Regions from separate parts of the Mus musculus genome. Here region 2 is linked to region 1. The links are chromatin contacts, called in public HiChIP or PLAC-seq maps. All regions are on one chromosome and are shown on one strand. Each heading gives the region's core, a stretch centred on a gene start, on an enhancer-like site or on the middle of the called end of the contact. The rest is flanking DNA. Distances are from core to core; before and after follow the strand shown. Region 1 has its middle 100 kb from the start of Fam76b. Region 2 holds the start of Sesn3 (sestrin 3).

Region 1 (6,554 bases), core at 1,464-3,963:
TGGGGACCCTGTGCTCTGTCCAATGGATGGCTGTGAGCATCCACTTCTATATTTGCCAGGCACTGGCAAAGCCTCTCAGGAGAGAGCTATATCAGGCTCCTGTCAGTCTTCATTTCTTTATATAGATCAGGTTTCTATCTAGCATCACCTCTTGCCTGAAGGATTTTTTCTTTAACAAATTTATAAGGCAAATCTTGGGTGGTATGATGAGCTCAGCCTTTGGGTGTCTGGAAACGTGTTTATTTGAATGATGTTTTTACTGGATAAGTTAAAGCTCGTTGGTTTGTTTCTTTTGGAACTGTGAATACCTTCCACCATTTTTTCACTTCCATTGCCTCAGGCAATGAGTCTGCTGTCACTCTTGTGTTTTCTTCTGTGCACAGCACACAGGATGTCCCTTGTTTGGCATTTTTTAAAGTTTTGTGTGTATCCTTCAGCTGTTTGCCAATAATATGCCTAGATTTTATTTTCTTCAGATTTCTTGGGCAAAGCATTTATTGGGTTTCTTGAATTTAGAATTATATTGAATTTGGAGTTATATTTTCATTATATTTTGAGTGTTTCTTGTTATTATTCCTTGACTATGTATCTCTTTTGGGTGTGAGAATTACCTAAGTTGGGCCATCATAAGCTCACCCACAGCTCTTGGGTCCACATTGTATCTTCTATCTGATGATCATTTCATGTGAGTTTTAATGGTCTGCACTGAAGTTGACCATTCTCTACTTCTGTAACATTTCTTCTTGCATTCTGGTCCAATGTGGTTTCCATCTCAGAACATCGTTCTTCTTACATTGGAGCTTTGTAATAGCTTTGCCTCAAGTTAAATATCCATCAACCTAGATAGTTTAAATGTCCTTCTCTGGGTCATTTTGACTTGATTCTGGCTGACTTTTTTCCCCACCATGGGCCATACTTTTACATGTTTCTGTATGTCTGATGACCTTCAGTTGAATTCCAGACATTATGAATGTACTGTGAAGAATTCACTTTGATCCATGGCCACTATATTTTTAGTCTCTCTATGTGGCTCAAAATTCTGAATTCAAATGATATTCCTACCTCAGCCTCCCAGTGTTGAACTATAGGCATGCACTATCTACCCAACATAAAGCTAGTCTAAACTTAAATTAGAGCCATGATGTGGAGCTCAGTATTCATGAAATTCTGGATTTAAGCCCAAGTCCAATAAAGCAAAACATATCAAACAAAGACAAAACACTGTGTGTGTGAAAGTGAGCACCCATACCCATTCAGCTTCTTCAAATTCAAGTTCAATGCATTCTTTGCTGTATGCATCAATCAATCAGCATATAAACTTGTGTGAGTTACCATAACATTCTGTCTTTTTACCTCCACTCTTTAAACATGCTGTTTCCAATGAATGAAGTGAAGCCTTTCACATTTATTTGTTAACTTCCTACCCTTTATTTGTTAGTTCAAATATTGCCTCCTTGGCACGCGCTCTTGAGTCTCAGAACTAGTTTTAATCCCTTTTGCTAGGTTCTGAGAATTCCTTTCTTCTCATGAAACTTAATTTCTTGGATTACTTATTGCAAAGCTTGACCTCTTAAGTGTAAGAACATGGTTATATACATGGGTAGGAACATTAGTCATATATACACAAATGTATACATATACACACATGTGTACATTTATACATATGTATATGTATATATACACGTGCATATATATATATATATATATACATATATACATACACATACACACACACACACACACACACACACATTGGTGTCACTCATAGTAGAGAACCCATAAAAGCACTGACTTAAATTTCTTTTCAATTTATCCAGCTGATTATACATCAAGGACATATTCTTCATCATTTACTTCAAGGGACCGCAGTGAGAAGGGAAGGTACAGAGGTGTGTGAGGGAGAGTGCACAAGATTTTGACACCAGACAAACATGGGTTTAAACAGTGGCCTCTTCATATATTAGCTGAGTGACCTGGAAAAGTAGTTTGCTTTGAGTCTCAAGGTGTCAGTGATGTTGTTAACAGGAGACAACAATGGCTTCTCTCTGGAGCTGCTGTGACAAGTGCATGAGGTGAGGAGATAAAGCTCTTAATGCAGTGCTTGAATTAGGTGCTGCCTGGCCTCTGCTCATCTGCTTGCTGCTCCACTCTTGACTTCCTTAGTCATCTTCTCCTGAATGAATTGTTAACACTGATAAGTACATCTGAAACATGGAAAAAACAGCTCCCTTCTCTAAGTTGACAGCAAAACCATGGACAAACCTAGATATAATGTAAGATCAGAGGGTTCTGACTCAAAAGCATTCACTGTGGTGAAGAGATTGACATTCAGAGAAGTTCGTTATCCAGAACCCCAGAGAAAGCAGTGAAGATCTTGGGGACAAACACTCCTAAATATGTTAGGGTTACTGAAGTTGTACAATGTCAGACTCATGTTGAAGTCTAAAAGGTGGCACTCATGTGACAACAACTGACAAAGAAGGTGCAGGTCTTGGGTCCCACACTGTCATCTTCTACGTGTCTCAAACACAGGACTGCCAGTGTCAAAGTGTCAGGACGATTCTGTTCTTCACACGGCTCCTGTTTAGAGCCATCCACTAGTTGCCACTAGCAGTCTGTGTGTAAAACTCATATGAGGGGCAAGCTGTGGCATAGCCACAGAGGCAGGGTCCATATGCTGTACTGTTGGGGAAGGTGGCTGGTGGTTAGGAAGGGAATCGTGAAGTCTAGTGTCAGGTGGTCCTGACATGACTCGAGCCATTGACATCTTATGAGTGTATGCATTGTTCTTTTTAGTTGATCTCTGGGACAAGTGCCAGAAAAATAAATGAGAACCAGAGCCCAACTTAAACATTGCCTTGTCATTATGTCAGAGACAAAAGCATGAAGATAAAAATCTCAAAGCCAAATAGATCTAGGACGAAGGGGAAACAGTGGCAGCTGGAAGCATAGCTTGGAGCTAAGAAGTGTAACAAACGAGGCTGGCCATCTGCTTGGAAGGAGACGGAGCCTCAGAAAGCCACTGCACTGGGGCTGCTGACGGGTCTTATGATCTCTGCCCAGGCTGGGAGGACCTGCTCTCTCTGGAGTCCAGTCTCCTCCATTAAATGGGGAATGTCATACTCTTGCCTTTTTACAAGAACATTACAGATCAGTTCTCTAACAGTGCTCCACATTCTGCCTGTGGTTAGCAGCTACCTTAGCTTCCATGATTTCCTAAGACCCTCAGGGAGGCACTGCTTTTATACCTTAGCAGAAAACACATGGCACAATGTGGTCAGTTCACAATGCTCTACATTTTTCGTAGATAATTCTAAAATATTACATAGCTATTCGGGGCCTCAGTTTATTCAAACTGAATTAGAGGTGAGGATAAAAATAATGTTCCGTTCACAGAATACTTAACATAGTGTTAAGACATTGTTAAATACTTATTAGTATTGTCAAATACATTTTTACTTTAATTAAACCTTTATTAGTGTGTGTTTGTGTGTGTGTTTAGAGCTCATATAGTGGCATGCTTGTGGAAGTCAGAGGGCAGATTTGTGGAGTTGGGTTTTTTCTTTTACCTTTATGTGGGTTCCAGGGATTGAACTCAGGTCATCCTGCTTGCATGCAAGCATCTTTATCAGCTGAGCCATCTTGCCATCCCAAACTCATTTTAAACAGGTAAATGTATATACAGATACATACATGTCAAAGGCTTGTTTAGACTATCAATGAAGAAAGCAAGAAGAATGGTACCGGAGGTACTGGAAGAAGGAAGTCTGTGTAGTTAATGGAAGAAAAATGCAGATTTTTAAATAACTATGAGACACTTTGTTGCCATCTGCCTGCTGGCCTGGAGTTTGGAAGAAGTATACCCCACAGTCCAAGTTCTCCTTCCTTTATAGTGACTTTCCTGCCAGTTAATTTCTGCACAGGTTTTCTTATGAGCTGTTATATTTTATCAGCGATTTAAAATAATAAAAATAAACTGGGTTCCTGTCAGTAAGTCCTGTGTGATTCAGGGATGCTGAAGTGAAATTAAGTTGTGTACAAAACTGTCAGTGTCCCACGGAGCCAGTGAAATGGTGTCCCAAGGTTATCTTTTTAATGGGGCGTTTATTACACTTATCTCTTGGGGGCCATGGTAGCCTTCCAGCTTATCAGTCTCCAAGTTCATGCTTAGCTTTGCACGAAGCCCACGTCCTAATTAATAATAAAACTTTAGTGAAAAGAAACCACAGTGTTAGGGTATGGAGGGCTCAAGTGAACTTGTCACGTGTTTTCACTTTAACCCTTTCATTTTCTTTTATTCCTTGTCCTTGGTCTTCACATGGACTCAAACCCGTTCCATTCTACAGCCCCTTCCTTTAGGAGTGCTGATGGCAGAAGCCCCTCTTTTTCTCTCTTCTGTGACTCCTCTCTTCAGCAGGCACTTCAAGGTCTCATCCCACCTGCTGTTTCTTTGCTGTTGCCACCAGCCTCTGTTTCTCAGAGCCTTCCTTCTATCTCTTTCAAGTATTCTTAGTCCTTTGTTAGAGGGGAGCAAAAAGAGCCAAGAAGCTGAAGGTAAATCAGTGGACACTGCTTAAGAGGCATACTTTTATTCTTTAATCCCTGATACCTTTTAGTCACAGTTGATAATTTAAATGCAGAAATAATATTAGTCTTGACATCTGTAAAGCTCACAATACCAACACATACTTGAAAAATAGTTTTGCAGAACATGTGTCATTAATACACATTCTTGCATATTTGTCTCCTGTCTTTGTGTCCTTCTGCGTGCTTTTTGTACAATTGTATTCTCTAATCTGTGGGCTAAGAAAGTTGATAAAAGCTGAGAAACTAAGCCTGTTGGGACCTGTGCTCTTCGAGGATGGGTAAGACAAGCAGCTGAGGGTTGAGTTACCTAGCTCAGCACACAGGGCTGCCTTTCACAAGCAGACAATCGACATGTTTGTTTCCTAATTCACTTGAAGCACAACAGAAGTCATTAACAAAGAGCATCCTAGAAAACAAAGACCCCTGTGCTCTATGAATGCAGAGAGGCCACATGGTGCTGAGATCTGAAAGTACCTGAGATCTGAGTTCAAATCTGTGAGGAAAGTAAGCAACCTGAGAGAGCCATTCATGTTCTCCTGGGCTTTAGTTTCTTCCTCCATAGAATGAACACATTAATGAAGGTGCTGGGCATCATTTTGAGGGTCAGTAACACACTCTGTGATAAGGGACAGATTATCAAGTGTGCTGTGGTGGCATCTACTGAAATCCCAGTACTCAGACAGAGACAGAGGATAAGAAGTTCAAGGCCATCTTGGGTTACTTAGCAAGACCATATTTCAGAAACAGGAAATCATAAGAATAAAAAATCCAGGTACTCTGAATATTCAGGAGTGAAGTCACATAATTCTCATTTGTCTATTGGAAGTGAGAAGCCATGATTTTAAGCACAGCCGTGACTTGGCTGCTTTTCTTACATCCGGCTGCAGTATACTGCTTCATTTATTTTACTCTGTGATCATTTAAATGAAATATGTATATAATTAAAAGATGAGCTAACTGGCATTTCTTAGTTTTTCTCTATGGGAGGGATGTAGAGGCTGTGGTTGGCAGGCATGGGGTGGAACCCTCTTCTGAAGCTGCTTTGACAATGGATACAGTTTCTTCATAGGCAACAGCTCACCCTGACAATAGCTTCAGGATACAGTCAAGCTGATACTTTAGTTAGATCTTGTAGATTGGTTCAGTTCTGGAACTGTTGAATGTTAGGGGTACTTCTAACTCTTCAGGTCACCTTCAGTTGACACTCAGAGCAGCTCTCTTTGCAGGGATCCCTGAGATGGATGCAATCAATGGGCCCTCTCTCAGCAACTTCAAACTCTTCCTCTGCTTTTTCTCTAGAACCACCTGTTTGCACCTGTTTTATCCTATGCCCTCAGTTTACAAATCTGCAAATTATTAACTTTGTCAACAAAAGGAGAACTTTCTTCTAAAGATATCTTCTTTGCCAGAGAACTAATGAGCTTTTCATTCTCCATTGCACAATTAGAATTTTATCCCTAGGCAATGTAGACAACACCTGTGTGGGCACTCCAGTATCTCCTGGTCCCGTCATATACTGCAGCTTCTCCTGCACTGGCAGAATTTGAGAGGAGATGCATTATGAACAGTGAGGTAAAAGACTAAAAATTGCCAGTATGAGCAGTGTGTGTGTGTATGTGTGCGTGTGTGCGTGCGTGTGTGTGTGTGTGTGTGTGTGTGTGTGTGTGTGTGTGTGTGTTTCTTTTACCCTGCATTGTCATGTACATGGATGCCCTGTGGCTTTTCTTAGTACATTAACCAAGTATCCAAGTTCCTGTGCCGGTTGTAACACAATTACTACTAAGTTAGTGACATGATCTAACACAAAGACATCCTCCTTCTGAACTTCTAGGTCCAGGACCTAGAAGCAAGATTTTGACAGGGCTGTTTTCTCACTGGAGATTTTGAGGCAATTCTGCTTCTTTTTCTTTGTCTCAGGAGTTGTCCAGGTTCCCTCATGAACCTCTTCAACATCAGATGTAACCATG
Region 2 (6,554 bases), core at 2,675-5,174, 340 kb after region 1:
ATGGCCCAGCGGGAGGCTGTATCTGCAGGAACCTCATGGCATAAGTGATTCCTGGAGCGAAGGTAGTAGGAGGGAAGAACCACCTCTCTCACTGTTCCTCTCACCTTCATGCCTTTGCTCCTGAGTACACACATGTGCACTCAATAGATAAATAAGAAAAACAAAGTAACAAGAAAGGAACTCTTCACAGTGGTAGCAAGTTTCGCCCATATCCTATTTTTAAGCATCTTCCCTATTTTAGACAACAGAGGATTGGCATTTCTTCTCATTTTGAGTAAAGTCAAAACAGCTGGCTTTCATCTTTCCCTCCAAGTGATCACTAGAATCCTAAGTTGGTAAGTCACTCCGTAGGTCTCATTCTCTCCAGCCAAGCTGGCTAGTGCAGGAAGGAAGGCCTCAACAGGCAAAGAACTGAAGAGAAAGGCAAGAGAAAGCTGGATTCTACCAGGAGAGAGAACACATATGAAGAAAGCCTGGGTATGAGGACCCAAAATGTCAAGACCAGAAGAAGATGACTCAATGGCCCTGAGCACTTCAGGGAGGACCACACAATCACACATCACAGGCCAATCTAAGAAATGTTACCAAACCCCAAACAACAAAAAAACACAAGCCTGGTGTCACACACCTTTATTCTGAAGCAGAGGCAGGCACATCTCTGAGTTTGAGGCTAGCCTGGTCTATAGGGCAAATTCTAGGACAACCAGGTCTATGAAAAGAAACCCTGTCTCAAAAACAAAACTAAAACCAAAACCAAACAACAAAAGGAAACGTTACCATGAAGTAGATGATTCATAGCTGAATAAATAGCTCTAAAGACAAGGCTGATCAAAATGGAAGGTGGTGGACAAAAGAAACCTTCCTTTAGTAATCTTAGGTAGAGGATATCAGTTTTGCCAGCATGGACCCTGTGGCCATCATTTCTTGGGATTTATTTATTAAAGAATGTAAAAGACCTCTTTGTAAAAGAGACATTTGCTCTTAGATGGGAAAAAGGAAAAGTTATAAAAATATTAGAAAACTATTTGAAATAAAACACTATTTGAGGGAACTTCAATCTTTGGACTAAATTCACTTCATCCTTCAGCTTCTCCATTGTTTTAATATGGATTCACAGAAAGTCAGCTTTAGAACACAAACCCACTGGGCATGGCAGTGTGACACTTTAATCCTAGTACTTGGGAGACAGAGGTAGTTGAATCTTTGTAAGAGTGAGGCCAGCCATAGTGAATTCCAGGACAGCAAGAGCTACTTAGTAAGACCCCATCTCAGAGAGAGAGGGGGGTGGGTGGGAGGAGGGAGAGGCCCAGCCAAGAATATAGATTAAGAAACTCAGCAAAGAAAGGACCCGATATAGCTGTCTCTTATGCCGGGGCCTAGCAAACACAGAAGTGGATGCTCACAGTCAGCTATTGGTTGGATCACAAGGACCCCAATGGAGGAGCTAGAGAAAGTATCCAAGGAGCTAAAGAGATCTGCAACCCTATAGGTGGAACAACAATATGAACTAACCAGTACCCCCTGGAGCTCGTGTCTCTAGCTGCATATGTATCAGAAGATGGCCTAGTCGGCCATCAGTGGAAAGAGAGGCCCATTGGTCTTGCAAATTTATATGCCTCAGTACAGGGGAACGCCAGGGCCAAGAAGTGTGTGTGTGTGGAGGTGGGGGTGGGGGGGAGGGTATGGGGGACTTTTGGGGTAGCATTGGGAATGTAAATGAAGAAAATGCCTAATTAAAATAATAATAATAAAAAAAAGAAACTCCGGAAAAATGGGAACACATATGTGTTTCAATTTTCAGGAAAACAAACAAACAAACAAAAAAAACCCAAACCAACCCAACAAAAATGTCTTGCTGACTTTCTGCCTAGGTTTCTTGGTTCTCTGCAATGAAAGGCACACAGTATTTTCTTCCTTCATTGAGTTTTCTTAGTTTTACCGTTTCTTTTCTTTTCTTTTCTTTTTCTTTTTTTTTTTTTTTTTTTTTTTTGGACAGGGTTTCTCTGTATAGCCCTGTCTGTCCTGGAACTCACTTTGTAGACCAGGCTGGCCTTGAACTCACAAATCCGCCTGCCTCTGCCTCCCGAGTGCTGGGATTAAAGGCGTGCGCCACCATGCCAAGCAACTTTTACCATTTCTTTTAACTGAATTTTTAGCAACCTACCCAAATCACTGCTGTTCTAGACTATGGAGGTCTACCCAGCATCAGACCACACTTTGCTATCACTAGCTAAATGGACCTTCACCTAACCATATCACCTAGATAGACCCTTGAGGTTGTTCAGTCTGTTTAAACCTGTGCGGGCAGATTTTCATCTCCTTTGTTCTTTGTGTAGGCTTGTTTAAGGTGTAGGTCTCTAAAGAGATGGAGTGGAGACAGATGTTGAGTATGGAAGAGATTGGTAGTTTGAACAACAGTTTGGTCTAATGGCTTTGTTATGCTAACCGTGCAGGCTTCTCCAACAGCGCCTTCCCGATTTTACATCATAGTACACAAAATTCCTAACACAGGGTAGTATGTTAAATTAAAAACAATACAAGAAAAACAATACAAGTAAACCAGTGGGTCGGTTCTTTAAAACCATCTCCACAGATACATTCTACAAATTGCAGGCCTTCACAATTCCTGACACACTCGAGACCTTTAGAAAACGAGAAGCCGAGAATACAGATTAGGTTCTCAAGAGCGAAAACAGGTGATGTCATAGCACGCAGTGCGGTGTGGTCACCGCCAAGGCCGGCTGGGGAACTGCAGTTCTTGGGAGCTTGGTGCTCTGCGCCAGTAGCAGAAGCACCCTATCATGGGCTCCACGACACCGGTGAGCACCCTGAGCCAATCAGGTGCTCGCTTTGCACCGCCTTTGTTCTCACTGGGGAGCAGGCAGCCAGAGTCTGGTCTGCAGTCCGGGGTTGGTGTTTGGCCCCTCGGAGTACCTGGCTCTCTCACTCGCCTGGGTTGGGCATCTGGCCAGCCGGAGCTTTCCTCAGTGACTTATGCCTTCTGTCTCCAGAACATAGAAGCTAAACCCTGACTCACCGTTGTCAGTTTTGAGAGAGGAAGGTCCAGTCCAATCGTTTTAAATGGCAATTCGTACTCAAAACCTTCCATCACAGGCAGGGATTGTGCTCTGCAAGTTTCTAACCAGAGGCCTCCCACAGGATTTGTGTGTGTGTGTGTGTGTGTGTGTGTGTGTGTGTGTGTGTGTGTGTATCAATCTCTGACTTGTTCATGATAAACGAACTTTCTTTGCTGTGAGAACGATCGTCGGAGAGAGGGAAAAACCCCTAAACCAAAGATGTGTCTCCGGGTCTCCAACTCCAATAGCTGTGTAGACTTCTAACTCTACAGCCGTAGGTAGTTGGTCTTTCGTACCAGATTTACAGAGTGCATAAAGAACATAAAGTTCTTTGAGATCTGTGGGAGCAAAGTGCTGCAAGACCGCAGTCTTCCTCACAGCTATTAGATTTAGATCCATGGAGAGAAAGCTGAATCTCTGCCCCGGAGGAAGGAACGTTCTAGCGTCCACCCGGCCCACTCCCGAGAGATCAGGAAATGTTTAGCTAGGTCTCAGATCCTCTAGCGAGCTCTAGCTTCCAGCTATTTAATCTCACTCTCCATTCTGCACGGTTTTTGCAGAGAGGCGTGGCTTGTCCTGAGGGTGGCGCTAGAGTTCCTGATAATTTGCATACACCACACCTCCATTTCTCATTGGTAGATTGGAGTCCCTCCCACCCCACTACCTAACTAACCCAGGGTCACTCTTCAGCATCGAGCCTCGGAGATAAACTTAACTTGCCCGGAGATTCGTGTTGCTCTCGCCTCCCGCGATTGGCCGGAGCCACTCATTGGATGCGGGTGCAGAAGGGGGCGTTGCCGGTGCCGTCTGGTTGGCGGGAGGGGGCGGTGCCCAGCGCGGCTGCCCTGAAGGCGGCGGGCCTCGGGGGCGGGGCCGCACTGAGAAGCTGAGACGGCCGCGGCTGCTCGTCCTGGCTGGCGGGGCGGGGGTCTGGCGATGGGGGCGGGAGGAACAACGGGTCGCTGAGTGCCGCGGCTGCCGTCCCCGCCGAGCTCGCGCGGGCAGCCGCTGCGCCGTCGCTGCCGCCCGACCCCCTGAGAAGAGAACGTTGAAGCAGCCCTTCGCTAGCGGCCGCGGTGACAGCCCGGCTCCGGCGCGATGAACCGCGGTGGCAGCAGCGCGTCGGCCTCGGCCAACTACCTGCTCTGCACCAACTGCCGGAAAGTGCTGCGGAAGGTACGGCGCGGCCGCGTCCGGCGGCGAGGCGCTCCCCACGGTCCGGGTCCGGGCGGCGCTTGCGGGGGAGGGGGGACGAGAGGCAAAGTGTCCCCCCGCGGGTCCCTGCGCCCGGCCCCTGGGCTGCCGCCGGGTCTGCCCCGAGGCTGAAGGGATGCTGGGATGCTGGGAGGAACCGGCTCGGCTGGGGATGGAGGCTGGCCTGAAATCACAGCAACCAGTTTGGTCTGCAGGAGACTGGCTGCCTCTCCCCGGTGGCTGACTCTGGGGGGGTGTTTTCTTCGACTGGGTCGCTTCTGCCAGGCCTACGGTGCCTTGGCACCGCCTCTTGACATTCTCTTGGTGGGTCCCGAAAGGCACCATGAAGGCATCTTGAACTTTATACCCATAGGAAATGCTGTTCGATCTTCCAGCGCTTTCAGCTTGGGTTGGTGGAGGTGGAGGCTGAAGACGACTTGGGTTCGCCCTCCTTATCATCCCCCACCGCGATGTCGATCGAGAAAATCCGACCCAGGATTGGCTTATTGCTTTCCAGAGTGACTGATAGAAAGTTTACTCCAGTATTGTTTAGCTTACTTGGCTTAATCGCCCCGTGGGGGATGGGGATGCAGGGAGAGAAAGGATGACAAAATGTCCCTGTAGACGCAGAAGAGGTTTTAATAAGATCTGAATAGCCTCCTTGACTAATATAATCTGTTTCTTTTTTACACTCTTATTTTTACATTGCATGAAATGAAATCATTAGGTGAGGTGTTTCTGTTTGTCCAGCACCAATGAATTAAAATTGCTGAGCTGTGCATATTTGAGAGCTAAGATGAATATGGTGCCGTTTTTGTCAATTTTCCTATCTACAGTCAATTTAGGATTGCTCTTTATGTCCTAGGAAAAACAAGCAAGCACATAAATAAGCAAGCTCAAATATTTGCGCTCTTTGTCCAAAAACTGTTTTTCTTCCTCTGTGGGTCAGGCCAAGTGCCAATCAAAGTTGTTTTTCAAGCCTCTTTTCCCTGCCGTGGAGCTGGTTCTTCCCCCTCCTTTCTCCTATTTTATTTGAGAGCGTCAGGAAAGCAAAGGAATTGCAGGTTTGAAGTTAATCAAACAATTAAATACGCCTTAAATTGTGTTTATTGGATATGTTTCTCTTAAAAAAGATTTTTATTAAATGTGCATGTTGAGTATGTGCAGTTATTTTTTTCCCCATAAACTCCTGGATCAAATTACAGTTGATACTTGCTCAGCTCATTGTAGGGCAGCTTGTGAGAAATGGAATGGATCAGAAGCTTGCTTGGTTCAGCGACGTTGAATGTTAACTCTTTCACTGCTGGACCACATGGCATCTGAATAGAGGCTTTAAAACTTATTGTTTCTTAATTTTTAAGCTGAAACTGTCTTTGTCAGAAGAAACAGGGCCAGTGAAACCTATTTAATTCAACTTTCTCCCTGCTAAAATGAAAGGAAGTTTTTATCCTAATGTGGAGAACAGTGCTATAACTAATTTATTTAAGTGATATGATTCTATTTCAATGGAAGCACATTGATTTTGTTTGTTTGTTTGTTTGTTTGTTTTTTTGAGACAGGGTTTCTCTGAATAGCCCTGGCTGTCCTGGAACTCACTTTGTAGACCAGGATGGCCTCAAACTCAGAAACCCGCCTGCCTCTGCCTCCCAAGTGCTGGGATTAAAGGCGTGCACCACCACCGACCGGCCACATTAAAATTTTTAATAAAAAATTTAAAATGAATGGCATTTGTTTGGCTTGAGATAGAGACTCAGCTTTGCACCTTTTTATTTTTCTTTTGAAAGAGCTTTGATTAGTGTCATGAATCACTAGCACTACTGACATATTTATGTTTTTCTTCCAGTTTTTTAAGAAACTAATATCTCTGTTTACCTAGGTAGACCATCTTACTTCCAACCATAACTATAAGAAGTATGTGCAAAGTGGGCATTCACAGTTTTCTATTCTATAATTGTGCACACCTCTGCCAGTATCCAGTTTTCAGTAACTACAAGATGTTTAATTTTGACTCATGTAGTGGCATGAAATGAGTTTAGATGAGAAAAGAATTGTTTATGCCAGTTTAGACATGATCTGGCAACATTTGAAGCTTTATGAGATTGCCATTCTTAAACACTCTAGTAAGAAATCAGTATCTAGCATTAAAGGCTTCATCATCCTAAAAATGCCACACAAAAATTTACTTGTAACTCTAACGTTTTTATTTTTTGATAGAAAGTTAAGTCTACAGCCATCACGGCTCAATTCTTTGTTTTCTTGCTTCCGTATACTAGTGTGCAGCAG

The links. HiChIP or PLAC-seq counts read pairs in DNA pulled down with a chosen protein or histone mark.
Region 2: an H3K4me3 HiChIP or PLAC-seq map of the SCID.adh cell line shows a contact between it and region 1, with 10 read pairs. The contact joins the promoter of Sesn3 here to the enhancer-like site in region 1. A contact is called at or near these places in 14 of 39 promoter capture datasets (the 3T3-L1 cell line, the C10 cell line, the HPC-7 cell line and 9 more), 1 of 484 Hi-C or Micro-C datasets (bone marrow-derived macrophages), 12 of 115 datasets of contacts at active chromatin or transcription factors (CD8 T cells, the SCID.adh cell line, bone marrow-derived macrophages and 9 more) and 2 of 9 other capture datasets (adipose tissue and macrophages).

The regions. Positions count from the first base shown.
Region 1 is chr9:13,929,413-13,935,966 of GRCm38.p6, forward strand. No RefSeq gene overlaps it. Among named protein-coding and RNA genes, the nearest start is that of Fam76b, 100 kb to the left of the region's middle. Within about 2 kb of position 2,714, at least 14 of the 459 cell types and tissues checked have an H3K27ac peak or open chromatin away from gene starts, as enhancers often do. A contact at or near this core is called in the SCID.adh cell line, where this site is marked.
Region 2 is chr9:14,272,377-14,278,930 of GRCm38.p6, forward strand. Sesn3 (sestrin 3) reads left to right here and starts at 3,925. Exons shown (of 10, transcript NM_030261.4): 1 at 3,925-4,253. The coding sequence starts at 4,176.